Regions from separate parts of the Zea mays genome. Here region 1 is linked to region 2. A link is a contact called in public Hi-C data. All regions are on one chromosome and are shown on one strand. The core of a region is the stretch at or near the end of the contact, and the rest is flanking DNA. Distances in the headings are between cores, read along the strand shown. Region 1 holds the start of LOC103639319 (DUF3527 domain protein). Region 2 holds the start of LOC100272981 (Serine/threonine-protein phosphatase PP1 isozyme 2).

Region 1 (7,063 bases), core at 4,176-6,675, 180 kb before region 2:
GCCACACTTTGCCTAACTTTTCTGCCTAAGGTTAGTTCTTCAATTCGAACGACTAACCTTAGGCAAAGTGTGACATAGCTAGCCACGAACCAAACAGGCCCTTAATCTGGACGCATTCAGAAACGAGAGGCTTCAGACATCCAGAAAACATAACTTCAGCAGCTGCACAAATGCTGCTGCGATGCAACGCACAATTTAAACAAGGGTTGCAACAGATTGCAGGCGCATTTCAGCATATACAGAAGCAACAGATAAGCGGACATATAAAAGGGTAACTAAGCACTGAGATGGACCTTGCAGCCACATCACGGTACTGGTACAGTCATACACCATCAACAACATCACAGCATGTACAGGGAGCTATCTCTAAAGACTTGCGCAGAGATTGTCACTTTGGACATGCGTATTACATATGGACCATTGGACCATGGTATATCAATCCCACCGGCACTACGCAGCTGAAGAAAGAGGACAGACACAGAAAGAACATACACTAAATCGTGATAAGCTAGGCTCGGCCTACAGGAGAAAGAGGTGGCCGGTGGGGCACATAGCTTGTCGGAGGCCTTCTTCCTTGACTGGCTGCCATTGCCTTGAGCTCATGACCAGCAAGGAGATCATGCTCCTGCTCTGCTTGCGAGCCAACTTGCGTTCTTCTTGGGTACCTTCCATGGAGCATCACTATACACATTGCAAAAGCCTGAAGTAATGCAATGGATGATCTGAATTCCACTGTATAAAGCCCCTCTTTGAAGGAAGTCATACTGAAGGCATGCCTCTCTTCTCGTGATCGACCCTGCGAATACAAGTTACCATCAGTTTATTTGTTCCATCATAACGGAGGTAAATTCTGGTCATAGGCAAAATAGGGAGGGGGGGGGGAGGAAGATTAGGGCAGACCTGATCTAGAAGCTCAAATCTCTGGCTGCCATCCTTTGCCTGGTTAGCCTGAATGGCATCATTTTCTTCGGACGCATCAGTGAGGACGCTTAGCATACAACCTTCATCCCATCCGCCACAGTCACAAGCTCCTCCTGACCTCCACCTCTCAATCAAAGGCAATGGCTGTCCAGATGTTATTGTGCCATGGAAGCCATCAGGAAGTACTGCAACAACATTGGCTGAAGCAGAATTAGCACTTCTCGTGCTAGGATGGAAATTTCCCAGTGGGGGGCAACCACAGCCAATTGGCATTGAATTTCTTTGCCTGGTATTCTGTGAAGATGATTGCTTCGAGGTTTCTGCTTCTTGCTGAGGAAGTGTGCTGATAAAAGCTGCAAGCTCTCCACTAACATTTGAATCACCTGATTCTTCAGACGATGGTAGAAATTTGGAACCAACCAACACAAATTCCCTGTGTACATGAACATCGGTTGTATGGTGGCATCTTGATTTTCGACGCGCAACCTTTATTTCCCCAACTATGCTAGATAAAAGGTGATGTTTTTTGTTCTTGCCCCCTGTCTTGATCCAAGCTCCACTTTTTTTCTTCGGTTCTTCAACAGTGAATACAGCATATGTGCTTTCCAGACCATCCTTTTCAGGGATGCCCTTCCTTCTAACAGTGGCTGCCAGGATGTCAGAATCACCATAAGAGAGTATGAATAAAGGCAAGCCGTTCTTCCATGCTAGCTGCAGAAGTGCTTGCCTTGTTGTTGCTGAATCATTTCCTTTTTGTATGTATCTTGCACTGTTCAATAGCACACGGGGAGGAGGCTGATTTCTATTTTCTTCGATCAGATAATTCGAATTGACTACCAAATCAACCGACCTTCGCTGAACATTATGTGGCACTGATTTCCCCAAGTCCAGAGACTGCTTGGTGGTATTGACTGGAAGTTGACACTTAGGAACAAATGAAGGACGTACTGGACTAGAATGTCTTGGCTTTAATATTGGATCTAACATCCTCCTCAATGGGCTTCGCCTACCTTTGCTGTTGGGTGATGACCTGTCTCCTGTCTTATCGACAGGAGGAACTATATTGGGTTGTCGAATATGTGGTGACTCCTTGAGGCTAGAGCTGCAGCTCCCTCGATTCATCCCAGAACCTAGATGACAATAAGGCATCTTATCACTAAACTTTGCTGAGTATTGGGGAGGATTCTCAGTGACATTCATGGCAGATTGGTTCCGGTTAGAATTTTTACTCACTTTTGCATCTCCAGCCTCAGTGCTAGTGATGCCAATCTCTTTGGCTGCTGAATCTATGATGGGAAGTGGACATGAATATGGGATTCGAGGAAATTCAAGGGATGGCTCAATATCCTCCAGTAAATAGTCAGACGACTTACTGTCATTTCTAGCTGTGTCCATTACAGCATCAGACGTTAGTGACTCAAAATTTTCCCCATTCAAGCCAATACTCTGTTCAGGATCATTACACATGGAGTCATTGGTATTTGATGCGAAGAAATGTTTCCCAATGTTATCGCTGTCTGCAAAAAGCCTACGAGAACAATGATGGACAACGTCTTCAGTCTTCCGTCTAGTCTCTTCATCTCCAACCATTTCATGTCTTCCACAACTTCTAGAGGAAGAACCTAGAGAGTCTGAGGCTAAAGAAACATTGCTGAGACCCAACCCAACATAATTATGACCGTTCTCTGGACAGGGATGTGTGCCATGACCTGACAATAAGCTCAGTACTGCAGAATTTGGGCTAGGTGGACATCTGGCCCTCTCATGGTGTTTATCTGTGAGCCTATTCTGCTGTGCTCTGATGGATGAATGATGATGGCCACTCATTGGGGTAGATTGATTACTCTCAAGAGATCTGCTGCTGGGGCTTGGAGAAGAATGTGATGGAGATGGGAATAGTACAGACCTGCTAGTATTGGGTGGAGATGGTCCATAGCTTCTAGTGAGCTTATGCTTTTCTTGCTGAGACCAGTTAGCAAGAAGCCCCCACTCAAGAACTCCAACATTCAGTGCCTTGTCTTGAAGATGGTCAGAAGTTTCTTTACGCTGTAAATATGAAGGAACATTTGACATATGTTTAACAAGTTCATCAACAGTAGCTGCCTTTCGACCAGGCCATGGTTTTGAGCCCTTCTTGCATTCCCCACCCCAAGACTCTCGTTGCCTTTGGAACCTATCATTCTTCACAACTCTAACTTCATCTTCAAATTTTGCATCTACGTTTCCATTGACTGTTGTGACCATGTCCTTTGGCATGTGTACAATTTGGCCATACTGTGAATTTCCCTTCTTTTGCCCATCACGACCTGATATGATCTTCACATTCCTTTCGCTGTTCATCTGACCTTTGTTGGAATATTTATGATGTGTGAACATATGAAGCAGAAGTTTCAGGTATATCTTAGTGTATGACCAGAACACAATTATCACTTGATTCAGTTCAGTATGCTGTGATTCAAATAGACATTGAGGAAACCGCACTTCCCAAAAACCTGAAAATGCAAAAGATAGGCCAATAAATTATCAGATATATAATTCCTATTAGGCTAGTACAAGTTCACTGCAATTAATCATCGCTCATCAGCAAGAAGGTACTCCCTCTGTTCCTGAATAAATAGATCCCTAGAGTTGTCTTAAGTCATTTCTAGAAAAAAACTATCAAGGTTGATGACATCAAATTAGTATCAGTAGATATATCATAGAATATATTTTCGTAACACGCTCACATTTTATGTCATAGATGTTGTTTCTCTTTTATGTAACGTTAGTTAAGCTTGCACGGATTCTAGGAATTGATTTATTTGGGGATGTAGGGAGTAGCAGGCTCCCTTCGAAAAGTAAAGTAGCAGGCAGTAGAAATACCATTCAATACTGTATTATCTTAAATAAATTAATTAAGAACTAAGAATGTGCCATAGATGACAGCATTCTGTCTCCCGAGAATCCTGTGTGTATGGGTTATGATGTTTCCACATGTCTGCATTGACCAGGGGTTTGCCCACCAACAGCTTTTGGCACAATAATGTTCTAATGAGGACATGTCAATAAGCGTACAAGGTATAGAAAAAGTAACAAAAGAAGGGCTTCCACTAATGATAAAAAAGACACCCAAACACTTCAAAGGACGGATTGATGATAATATCCACACACTTGAGTCACTTCCGAAATAAAGAAAAGAATATGCAACTGCCAAGGGACCACGCAGCCGCCCATAGTTCAGTACTTCAGCCCATGCAATGTGTGCCATGGACAACGGAGCAGCTGTTCATGTTTTCCTGACGAAAAACAAAAGTTCTCCGTATCTTGAGTTGTTGACTGGCTTGAAAAAAAAAATGGACCAACGAGCCTATGTATAACAAAGACTCTTTTACAGTGGGTACCACCATAAAACTGCAGTTACAAAACAGGAGCAAGGACCCGAAATGCTTCGAAATACATCAGGAGCTGTGGGTTGAAAATTGAAATTGAAACAAAACCTTTTCCACCCTTTCCTTTTGCAGATTAGCCACAAATTGCGTCAACAAATATTACTAGCTAGAGCACTAGAAATAAGTTAAGAATTCACATTGCAAGCCGCAGCACTAAACCCTCGACATAAACCCCCTTCAGTCGTCACTCTCTCTATCCCCCACGAGTCCCCTAACGAATCGAATCAGCCCTTAGTACCCAGAAATAGAAACGAATGCGCGCATAAAACCGATGTGAGCAAATACCAGTTTGCTCGAAGAAAATCGGCCACTCAAGTCACCAAATCATCAAGATCCAAACTGGGGACCGCACCGGCAGATCTACCACTCCTGCAGCAACACCACCAAGAAGGATCGGCAATCGACCACAAAAGGCAGTGCAAAATCGCCACTGCAACAAAATAAAGGATGCATCACCTGAGGGAAAGGGAGAGACGAACCGATAGCTCGATGCAGTGACCGGTGAGGGAAAAAGGCAAGTGGACTGAATAGAGACCTCCGGCGGATTGGTATACGGCGGGGGTTGGAGGTGTGGTTGGTACTTGGTAGTAGGAGCCGCAGTGCTACGCTGCCTACTGGCTACTGCTACTCCCTATCCCCCTCCCCTCGTATAGGCAGTAGGTTGGGCGACCAGGTAGGTGGCGGGTGCCGCCGCGCGGCGCGCTTTGTGGCCTTGTGGTGCGCCCCGCGTGCTCGACTGCTCGCTCGCTGCTGGCCCGCTTCTTCCCTCGACCCCTCCCACGGTTTCACTCGACGTTTCTACCTGTACTGCCACGGTGCAATCCTTGTGATTCGGATGTGTGTGTGTGCGCGCGTGCGCGGGGTACTGGAGAAAAGCACGAAACTGGGCAGTTTCGTTGTCGGCGTCGGGATCACGAGGGGCACGAAACTGGGCTATTTCGTTCACGGACGATGGATTGGATCTTGAAGTGGTGGGAACGGGGAAAGAAAAGCGCGGGGCGCCGGGGGCGGACGAGCAGGCGGGTAGCTGGGCCGCTGGGGAGGGGCCGGAGCCCGGAGGTGGCTCCTTTGTCGCAGGTCGCAGCAGTTTGACGTGCGCGAGGGTTGCGTGCGCCAGGGTGGTGAGGTCAGCAGCGGCTGCAATGGCACGATGCCCAGGCGGCATCCCCATCCTGCCATGATGCCATCCGTTCGGGTTGGACCGGTTTCATTATTGCTGGAGTCCTGTACAATCTCTTCTTTCTACTGTTAACAGTACCAGTTTTTCAGTTTATCTGCGTCATCCCGTGGAGGTTTTAAACCTTAATCTCTACTATATACATATATATATATTAAAGCATCAGTTTTTACGGTTGTTCTGCGTCAATTTTTTACAAATAATTTCTCACATCTATTTCAAATTAACCCTCCGGCTTAGACACGGCCCGTTGTCCATTTGATCAAATCAGCGCAAAATATAATTTCAACGGTCATTAACCCTCTGGCCTAGGCACGGCACGTCGGCCCATTAGCCCGACGGGCATTTAGTCAAATCAGCGTAAAATATAGTTTCAACCGTCGTTCTGCGTCATTTTTTTTATAAATAATCTCTCACATCTATTTCAAATTAACCCTCCGGCCCAGGCACGGCACGTCGGCCCGTTAGCCCATAGGACCATTTAGTCAAATCAGCGTAAAATATTAAAAACGGTGCATGAGGTGGGATTCCAACCCACGTCCTGATGGAAGAAGGACGGGAGACACTAGATGAAGCCGTCTAACTAGTAGAACATCATGTTCATGTGTTTTTAATACTGGTTATAAATTGTACATATTTATATACGATTTTTTTGTAAAATAAGAAAAAAATATAATCGTGTCAGGCCGGGCCAGCACTACGGGTGAGGCTACGGCCCAAGCACGGCACGGTGCTCGTGCTGGGCTCGTCCAGGCACTATTAAATGGATCGTGGCCCGGGCCAGTCCGCCAGACACGACCTATTTATACCACCGCACGATAATGACGGTTCTTGCCTCAGTTGTCGCCACCTCGTTCATCATCCTGCTTCTTTTCTCTCCTTCATGCATCCGCCTCCGTGCCACCCCATTCTCGGCAGAGAGCGTCGTGAAAGGAAAATTGGTCTTAAACCATTTCTTATATTTTGGTGCTTGATAACCATCACAACCATTCAGACTAACTAGTTTGCCTAGTCTTTGATTCACAGGTTCATAAGTTCAGCAGTTGAGTCTCTAAGTTGCAATCGGCTCGGGTCCAACCATATAGGGGTAAAACATGGAATAGATGAACTACCAATAGTTATACTCTTTGAATAAGTTCTAAATACCCCGAGGAACCTATTCAACACTTCTAGAAAGGTTGGAAAGTTCGAAATCAACATATCACTATTTTGGAAGCTAGTTTGAGCAAAAGAAAATATATGAGTGAAAGAATCAAAATGTTCATGATCTATGACTTAGACTGGTGGAAAGCCACTTGAGATGTTTGTCTAAGTCATAGGATCTCTCTCAAGTTTAGCCAAAGTAACTTGGAGAAGATTGTTCAAAGATCAACGAGAAGTCAGAAACTCAAAGTCCTGAAATCGCCAAGTGCGGACCGTTCGACCACTTCTGGCGGACCGTCCGCGACACCGCTTTGACTTCGGCCAGGAACTCTAAATCGTGGATAGTCTGGCTATAAACCACAGACCGTCTGGCTATACAGTGCGGACCATCCAG
Region 2 (7,783 bases), core at 3,467-5,966:
TTCACTTTGGCTTGACCTATTTTTCTTAATCACTTCATCCTCTATTCTGATCATATGTATGTAGTGATTTCTCAGGTCTTGTCCATATATTCAAACCAATGTAGAGATCATATTATATCCATTTGCATTGTCTCATTGGTTATTTAACCTCGTGTTGAACCTTTGTTCACTGATCATTATACACTATTAAAGTATGTTCATCATACTGAATTTCCTGTTCAACACTTAGCAAACTTGTTAGACCTTTAAATGTGTTGTTATCCAAATCACCAAAACTCACAAAAGGGATGAATGCACTTTCATTTAGATATACAAAACCTTTAATGCATGATGCTCTCTGAACTGACGGCTTAACACCACATGGGATCTAATATATATGCATAATACCTTGCTTGCTAGAATGAGTTCAATGTATGTTCCCTGAATTTAAGATCTATGATCTGCAATTTTACTCATTGTCATCAATTTCTAAATGTCCCAGTATACATGTATATATTTATTTTCTAAAAAGACTGCTCACAAAGCCTAAATTTATGGGACTTGTCGATGACTCGGTCTTATGTTAATCTAATATTTAATGCATATTTTCTCTGGAATAAAAGCTACACGTGTTATTTATTGACGTTTAGCTGAGGCTTTACAGACTACTGACATGACATCTAAAGTGACGCCACACAATTCAACTACGCTGGAGGAGATGGATCCTAAGCAGGAAAATAACAAGTTAGTAAAAGTATGGCAGTAGTATATAATAGCCTTTTCTCAGTTATTTTGTAATTGCCACGTCGTCACATATATTCAAATTTTGAATGCCAATTGCCAACGTATTGAAGGATTTTGTCACTTCGGTTCGATATTTCAATTTATAAGAAAGTTGAGGATCGAGTTACTCATCGTGTAGTTTTAGCACTACCAGTTTAACCGGTACACACTATTTTTTACCGTTTGATTTATTTCTGTAATCTCCATGTATCTATATAGGGTCACAACTCACTATAAGCGAAAGAATTCAGCCAGCAACAGTCACAGATTCATGATTATGCAATTTAATTTCTTGAATATAACAATAGAACAGTTGATTCTCTTGTGTTTCCTGAAGCTCCACCAACTCCGGACAGGCTGAATGACTTTAGAGTCTTGAAAGTTCTTATCACCTCTCAGAAGTAAAATTTTGAAACATTTTGTGTTTCATGATTGATTTCCTTAACTTTCATGATTTACCCCAACGAGCACTCATGGAAATAGTTTATCTGGTTTGCCAGACAGGGACTTGCACAAATAACTATGCAATCGTATTATGATATTTTCTTAATTTTTAGGAAAGTATCTTCTATACTGTAGAAACACTTGGTGTAGTGCTGGCATACATGGGGTCTCTGGAATCTCTTTTAACGTATCATAAGGTACATAGAAGCATTATGCACACTTCCCAAGATTTTAGTGATCCCAGTTTGGTTCCTCCTTTTAGCTTCACTTCCCTTACAGGACTTTGTTAAATTGTTGAACCACAAGGTGGACTGTTATGTTTGTGTAAAGATCTAGCAATTGAGATTAAGGCAGTTGGCCTAAATCCTACTTTCCTCATTATCTGCTCTTCAATTCATCTGAGGACTGACTAATATTTTCATGCTTACTTTGTTAACAGGATGTTGATGAGACGCTCCTCTATGAAACATTCAGTGTATTTGGAGTGATTGTAACTAATCCTAAGGTGACCGTTGACATACAGTACCTTTTATCTTCATGAATCTTGAAACATTTGGGCTCCTTGATTAGTTTTTCACTATTAATCGATGAATCTGCTGAGGTAAATGGGAGAGCTGATCCATTAGTGAGATGGATTTTGAATAACTGATGTAAAATTGAAAATAGCACTGTATTGTTTGTTGGTAAATAATTTATAAGATATTGAGGTCTCGTTTTCATGTAATCGTTGACAGTGACAATTATCGAATATATTTTTGTGTCGTTCCAACATATGGGCACTATCATAGACAAACATTAATGCATCATTCTTAATCTCTTTGCAAACATACCACATAGGCTTATCAATATTGCTAAAAAGATTAGATTAGTATATAGTTATCAATATATTTGCCTATTATTCAAAATTTTATATTGATTCTTTAGAAATAATTTATGCGATATTATAATTTTTGTTCGACATCAGTTCTTTCTAAGTCGGCGTATTTATAATAATATTACATATTTATATCGTCAATATAATATTAATGTTACAGTGATATTTTATCATACAGATTTTATATACCATAATGATATTTGTCGTTCGTATGTATGTTTCATGCTAATTTTTTTTATTACCGTCGCAACGTACGAGCACATACCTATATACTAATATGTGACAAAATTAATATGGAAGTACATATATGTAAAAATAAGTCGTTTTAGTGGTCAAATCCACATTTCCAGCGATTTATGTTATAGTTCTTTTAAGTTTTTTTTGTCTTTCTCGGGTTGTTTGTAATGTTGTGTGTATTGTTTAGTGGACATGAAATCCACCTGTATTGTTTCGTGGCAATGCACGGGCACACACTTATAACAATATAACACACATATGTACATAAGTTATTGTGTTATTATACGGTTCCGTTGCAACGCACGGACACTCACCTAGTATATCTATTAGGAACTCTAACAAACTCGAAACCAAATCTGTTATCAAATCTGGTACTTATTTGTTACAATACTATCCTATGTGTTAGAAACTCTAACTTATCTCTTTTTTTCCAATAATATTGTTGTTAATTTGTACTAATCATATTATACATTCAATTTAAATAAATCTTACAATATATTTTTATTTAAAATTTTAAATTATATTTTTGGGTGTTACACGCGAGCTGAAAGAAGTATTTTTCTTAAATATCTTATTGCGATATCCTAATTTGTATCGAATTTATCTAAAGGACGTCGTGTACAAACAAACCCACAAAACATATCCATTATATTAGCTTATATTTCTATTTTTTGCTTTCTATTTTAAATTTAAAATTCAAGTCTAATTTAGAGTTAAATTAAATTTTCTATTTCATGCATAAACTGCAACAAACAAAAACTCAACATGAATGTAAATCATTTTTATTAATTAATTTATCCATTTAAGCAAATGAAAATTAGTAGTAATAATTCATGTAAGATGTTTTACAATAATAACTATTAAAGAAAATAATTTAAACAAATAGCCACATTTTAGAAGTACAATAAAATTAATTTATAATATTCACATATCTATTTAAAAGGATATAATTTTTATGTAAAATCTATATTAAAAGATAGTTTAATTTAATTCTTTTTTGAGAATAAATTTTTAACACAAAGGATAGTTCATATAAGAATCTTTATAAGTAATATATTATTTAAAAACATATTTATTTAAATAACGAAATGAGTTTTCCTAATTTATCCATAATAGAATTTTGGAGTGTTACACTTGCTGACCGATGGGCCCTAAGGACCGATGATCTTATCCCCGACACACACATATATAAATTTAAGGACTTAGAAGGTATCCGCGAGCCGACAATGTCTTGTTGGCCACCGCTATATGGCTAATATAACAATCACAATAAAAAGGGGGGTTTGGATCCCAGATTAAAGTTTAGTGTAGGTTCTGGATACTAATTAGGAGGACTAAACATGTGGTAACTATGAAACTAACTGCATAAGACATGACTCGCAAGATGAATCTATTAAGTCTAATTAATCCATAATTAGCCATATTTTGCTAGAATAAAAATGTACCGATCATAGATTAATCATGCTTAATAGTTTCGTTTCGGGAACTAACAATGACTAATGCAATTAGTTTTACATTTACACATATTTAATCCTTCTAGCGGGTATCCAAAATCTGGATTAAACTTTAGTCCGAAGCATGCAAACACCTTAAAGACTAGTGTGGAATTTTTTTCAACCATAAACCGAGTACAATCATCGGCCATCTAGCAGCCTACGAGCTTATCAGCTGTCGAGAGTCTTGTACTAAAAAAATATATTTCATTTCAAACAAATTTGCAATTAATTATAAAAAATATTAGATCCCATTTGTTTTCTTTCATTTGAAGGAATTGGAATCTTACTATTGGAATAAACTATTTTTTTAGAATGTGATATACTACCACTTTCCAAAGTTATCATATAACCATATCTCAAATCCATGAGGTGAAAAATGAAAATTGATTCTATAATTTTACATGATATTTTTTCGATGTACAACTTATAGTACATTATTATACTCGCTTCGTTATAATATAAATGTAGAATATAAATATCTCTCATATAAGATAATATATAAATATATTATATATATAAATACATAAACTTAATTAATTTTGTCTAAATTATAATTATTAAAATGGAATTCAATTACAACGAAACAAACATGATATTATTGAAAAAAAGACGCTAGAAAGGGACATTCGTTTGAAACGAAAAAGATGCGATGACAAAAGAGACAGAAAGCGCGTACGTCTCGGCATGTCCGCTGTCCGCCACATCGCCGTTGCAGACCCACCAGGGTAGGTCACCACGAACGAACGCGTCGCGTATACGGCGCACCACCATGGCACTAGCGGGAAAATTTCAGTGACCGAATAAACGAAACACCTCAGTCGAGACGCGAGAGTTTATCTACCTATCTGGTGTCCGCTTTAATTTCTTTCCTCGGTCCCTCCACCCCCCTTCGCCCTTTCCGACGCGCCGCCCGAAACCCTAGCCCCACTGATTCTCTCCAGCCCAGCCCAGCCAAGGGGAGGGGATGTCGGCGGCGCCAGCGGCGGGAGGGCAGGGTGGCGGGGGCATTGACGCCGCGCTCCTCGACGACATCATCCGCCGCCTGCTCGAGGTGCGGACCGCGCGCCCAGGGAAGCAGGTGCAGCTCTCTGAGTCGGAGATCCGCCAGCTGTGCACCGTCTCCCGCGCCATCTTCCTCAGCCAGCCCAACCTCCTCGAGCTCGAGGCGCCCATCAAGATCTGCGGTGCGTACCTCACCTCCCTCTTTCTCGTCTCCGGCCGGCCGTGGCGGTAGATCTGGTCTGTTTGCGCCGCCAGTGGGTGAAGCTTACGTCTCGTGGGAAACTGGCGTTCGTGTCTCTATGAAGCACTGGAGTAATTGTACCATTAATCTGGGCTGTTCTGGATTTAATGATTTTTTTTGCTGGTATATGGATGTGTTTTATGAGACCCTTTTATTTTCCTGGGTTTTAATTTGATTATGAATGGATGTTTATGTCATTACCATGCTGGTGGTTTATTTGCAACGAGAAAATTTGGGTAACAATATATGTGTCTGGCTGTCTGCATAAAAGCAGCTGTAGGCATGGGTGAGGGCATGGTGACAAAGAGTGGTTCCCCTCTATGTAGTTAATCGTATTTGCTGATTATCCTTGCAATTCTTATGCTTGTGCCTCTTACCTATGTTCTTTCCGCCAGTTCCTTAGGATGGCTGGGGTGTCTCACCAGTCTTATTACACTAATGTTCTGTTTCTATGGTCTTGGTATGTGTCATATAATAGAGTTGAGGCTTGTGTAGTGGTACTTTCTTGTCCTGGGATTGAATAGTCCAACTTGCAAAAAAAAGCAAGGGTAACACTATGTAGCAATTCTCTTCCCCAGGCATCAGAGTTTATGCAAGCTTTCTGTGCTGGATATGCCCTTTTTAATGGCACATACAAAGCTATACTTATATGTTTACATATTACATATACTTCACATAGTGAGGATGATCCACATGTAATTAGCTTTTATTATCAAGTATCTAGTATCTACACTAGGGTGATGTTGGACATTTGCTGTTTTGTGTCTCCTGTTTGTGTGGTTGTAGGCAGATAATTTGTGTGGGTCTTTGAAGCACCGATGTAGCTCCTGCCCACTTGTTCCATTTGCCATTCCAACTGCTGAACTACTACTTTCATGTCTACTGAATTGTTTTTCCTCTATTGTTCTCATGTTGTTGTTCCTCACTCATAAAATTTCTTGTATGTTTCTATTTTTTATGCAAGCTTTGGACTATGATTGTTTCCTTTGTCTTCATTGATGTTCTCATATTGTTGTTCCTCGCCTCATAAAATCTGTTCTATTTTTCTATTTCTACTGATGCAAGCTTTGGACTGTGATAGTTTGTTCTTTGTCTTCACTGAATAGCTGAACATCAGTATTTAACTGTAATGTCCCCTGTCATTTGGTATTCAGGTGACATCCATGGTCAATACAGTGATCTTCTAAGGCTTTTTGAATATGGAGGTTTTCCTCCTGAAGCCAATTATCTATTCTTAGGTGATTATGTTGATCGAGGCAAACAAAGTTTGGAGACTATATGCCTTCTTCTTGCTTACAAAATCAAGTACCCTGAGAACTTTTTTCTTCTGAGGGGCAATCATGAATGTGCCTCAATAAACAGAATATATGGATTTTATGATGAATGCAAGCGTCGATTTAATGTGCGGCTATGGAAGGTCTTCACAGAATGTTTTAACACTCTACCTGTGGCTGCTCTTATCGATGATAAAATATTATGTATGCACGGTGGACTTTCTCCCGATCTAGCACACTTGGATGAGATAAAGAACTTGCAACGTCCAACCGATGTACCAGATCAAGGTCTACTGTGTGACTTACTTTGGTCAGATCCAGGAAAAGATGTTCAAGGGTGGGGCATGAATGATAGAGGGGTCTCATATACCTTTGGTGCTGACAAGGTTTCAGAATTCCTGCAAAGGCATGATCTTGATCTTATTTGTCGTGCTCATCAGGTACCGCCTTAGTATTTAGTGCAGCTTCTGTTTTGATCTTTTTATTTCTCAATTATCTGGAAATTGAAGGTGTTTATATTGCATGTAATGTGATGTGATTTCAGGTTGTCGAGGATGGGTATGAATTCTTTGCTGACAGACAGCTTGTCACCATATTCTCGGCTCCCAATTATTGTGGTGAATTTGATAATGCTGGCGCAATGATGAGCGTTGACGAAACTTTGATGTGTTCCTTCCAAATTCTGAAACCTGCTGAGAGAAAACAAATTTATGGGGCCAAACAAAATGTGAGATAGTGAACCCATTTTGCTTCCAGCAGCTCTGAGGTCAGTTAATCCTGTTTCAATATTTTGTCCTGCTGATTTACTTGCTCCACACAATTGTTGAATCACATCGTTTATGCATTTGTGGGTTGTGCTACATATATTTATGAGAGAATTCTACGTGTTTAAAGAAAAAATGCTCTCCCATCTCTACCACAGAAGTGTCTTTCCCTCTGGTACCCCAATTCATTTTTTTACATCTACTACCACTGTTGTCTGTTTTTGCTAACTTGGGCATTAACTGTGACAGGAAAAGACCAATTTAACCCGTGTGCTCTAGTTTCCTGCTAGATTTGTTTCCCTTTGACGCCACACACTGGCAAAGCATCGCTGCTATTTTTCTCTGTAGTACAGTCCAACATGGTTGAAAGCAACTGCTACAAATCAAGAGTACTAGAGATTAGCGCTCCTACTTTACCAGAAGCTCACAATGTCATAAAGTTTCTTGGAACAACATTAGCAGGACAAGCTTAATTTTCTTTGATCCTTCACCCCGATTCCCAAAGACCACCATAATTTGCAGACTACTACTCCTTTAGTTTACTGATTACATCTTTAATGTACTGATTACAACTCCTCTGTATCAAAACAACACACAAGATCTTATAAGAAACCGCAGTGGTGCAGTCTGCAGCTAATCTAGTGGCATCCAAAACAAACCTAAAAAGCAGTACTTGTTGTAGCACTGAT

Evidence for each region. A called contact is a pair of places that touch in the nucleus more often than the background predicts.
Region 1: a Hi-C map of leaf shows a contact between it and region 2, with 1.9 times the contacts expected there. The contact joins the promoter of LOC103639319 here to the promoter of LOC100272981 in region 2. A contact is called at or near these places in 4 of 25 Hi-C or Micro-C datasets (ear, leaf and tassel).

Annotation. Positions count from the first base shown.
Region 1 is chr9:146,458,593-146,465,655 of Zm-B73-REFERENCE-NAM-5.0, reverse strand. It overlaps LOC103639319 (DUF3527 domain protein), which reads right to left and starts at 5,425. Exons shown (of 4, transcript XM_008662082.3): 1 at 4,806-5,425; 2 at 4,635-4,718; 3 at 901-3,413; 4 at 195-796. The coding sequence starts at 3,297. The coding sequence ends at 509.
Region 2 is chr9:146,279,305-146,287,087 of Zm-B73-REFERENCE-NAM-5.0, reverse strand. LOC100272981 (Serine/threonine-protein phosphatase PP1 isozyme 2) reads left to right here and starts at 4,716. Exons shown (of 5, transcript NR_158589.1): 1 at 4,716-4,997; 2 at 6,211-6,770; 3 at 6,875-7,096.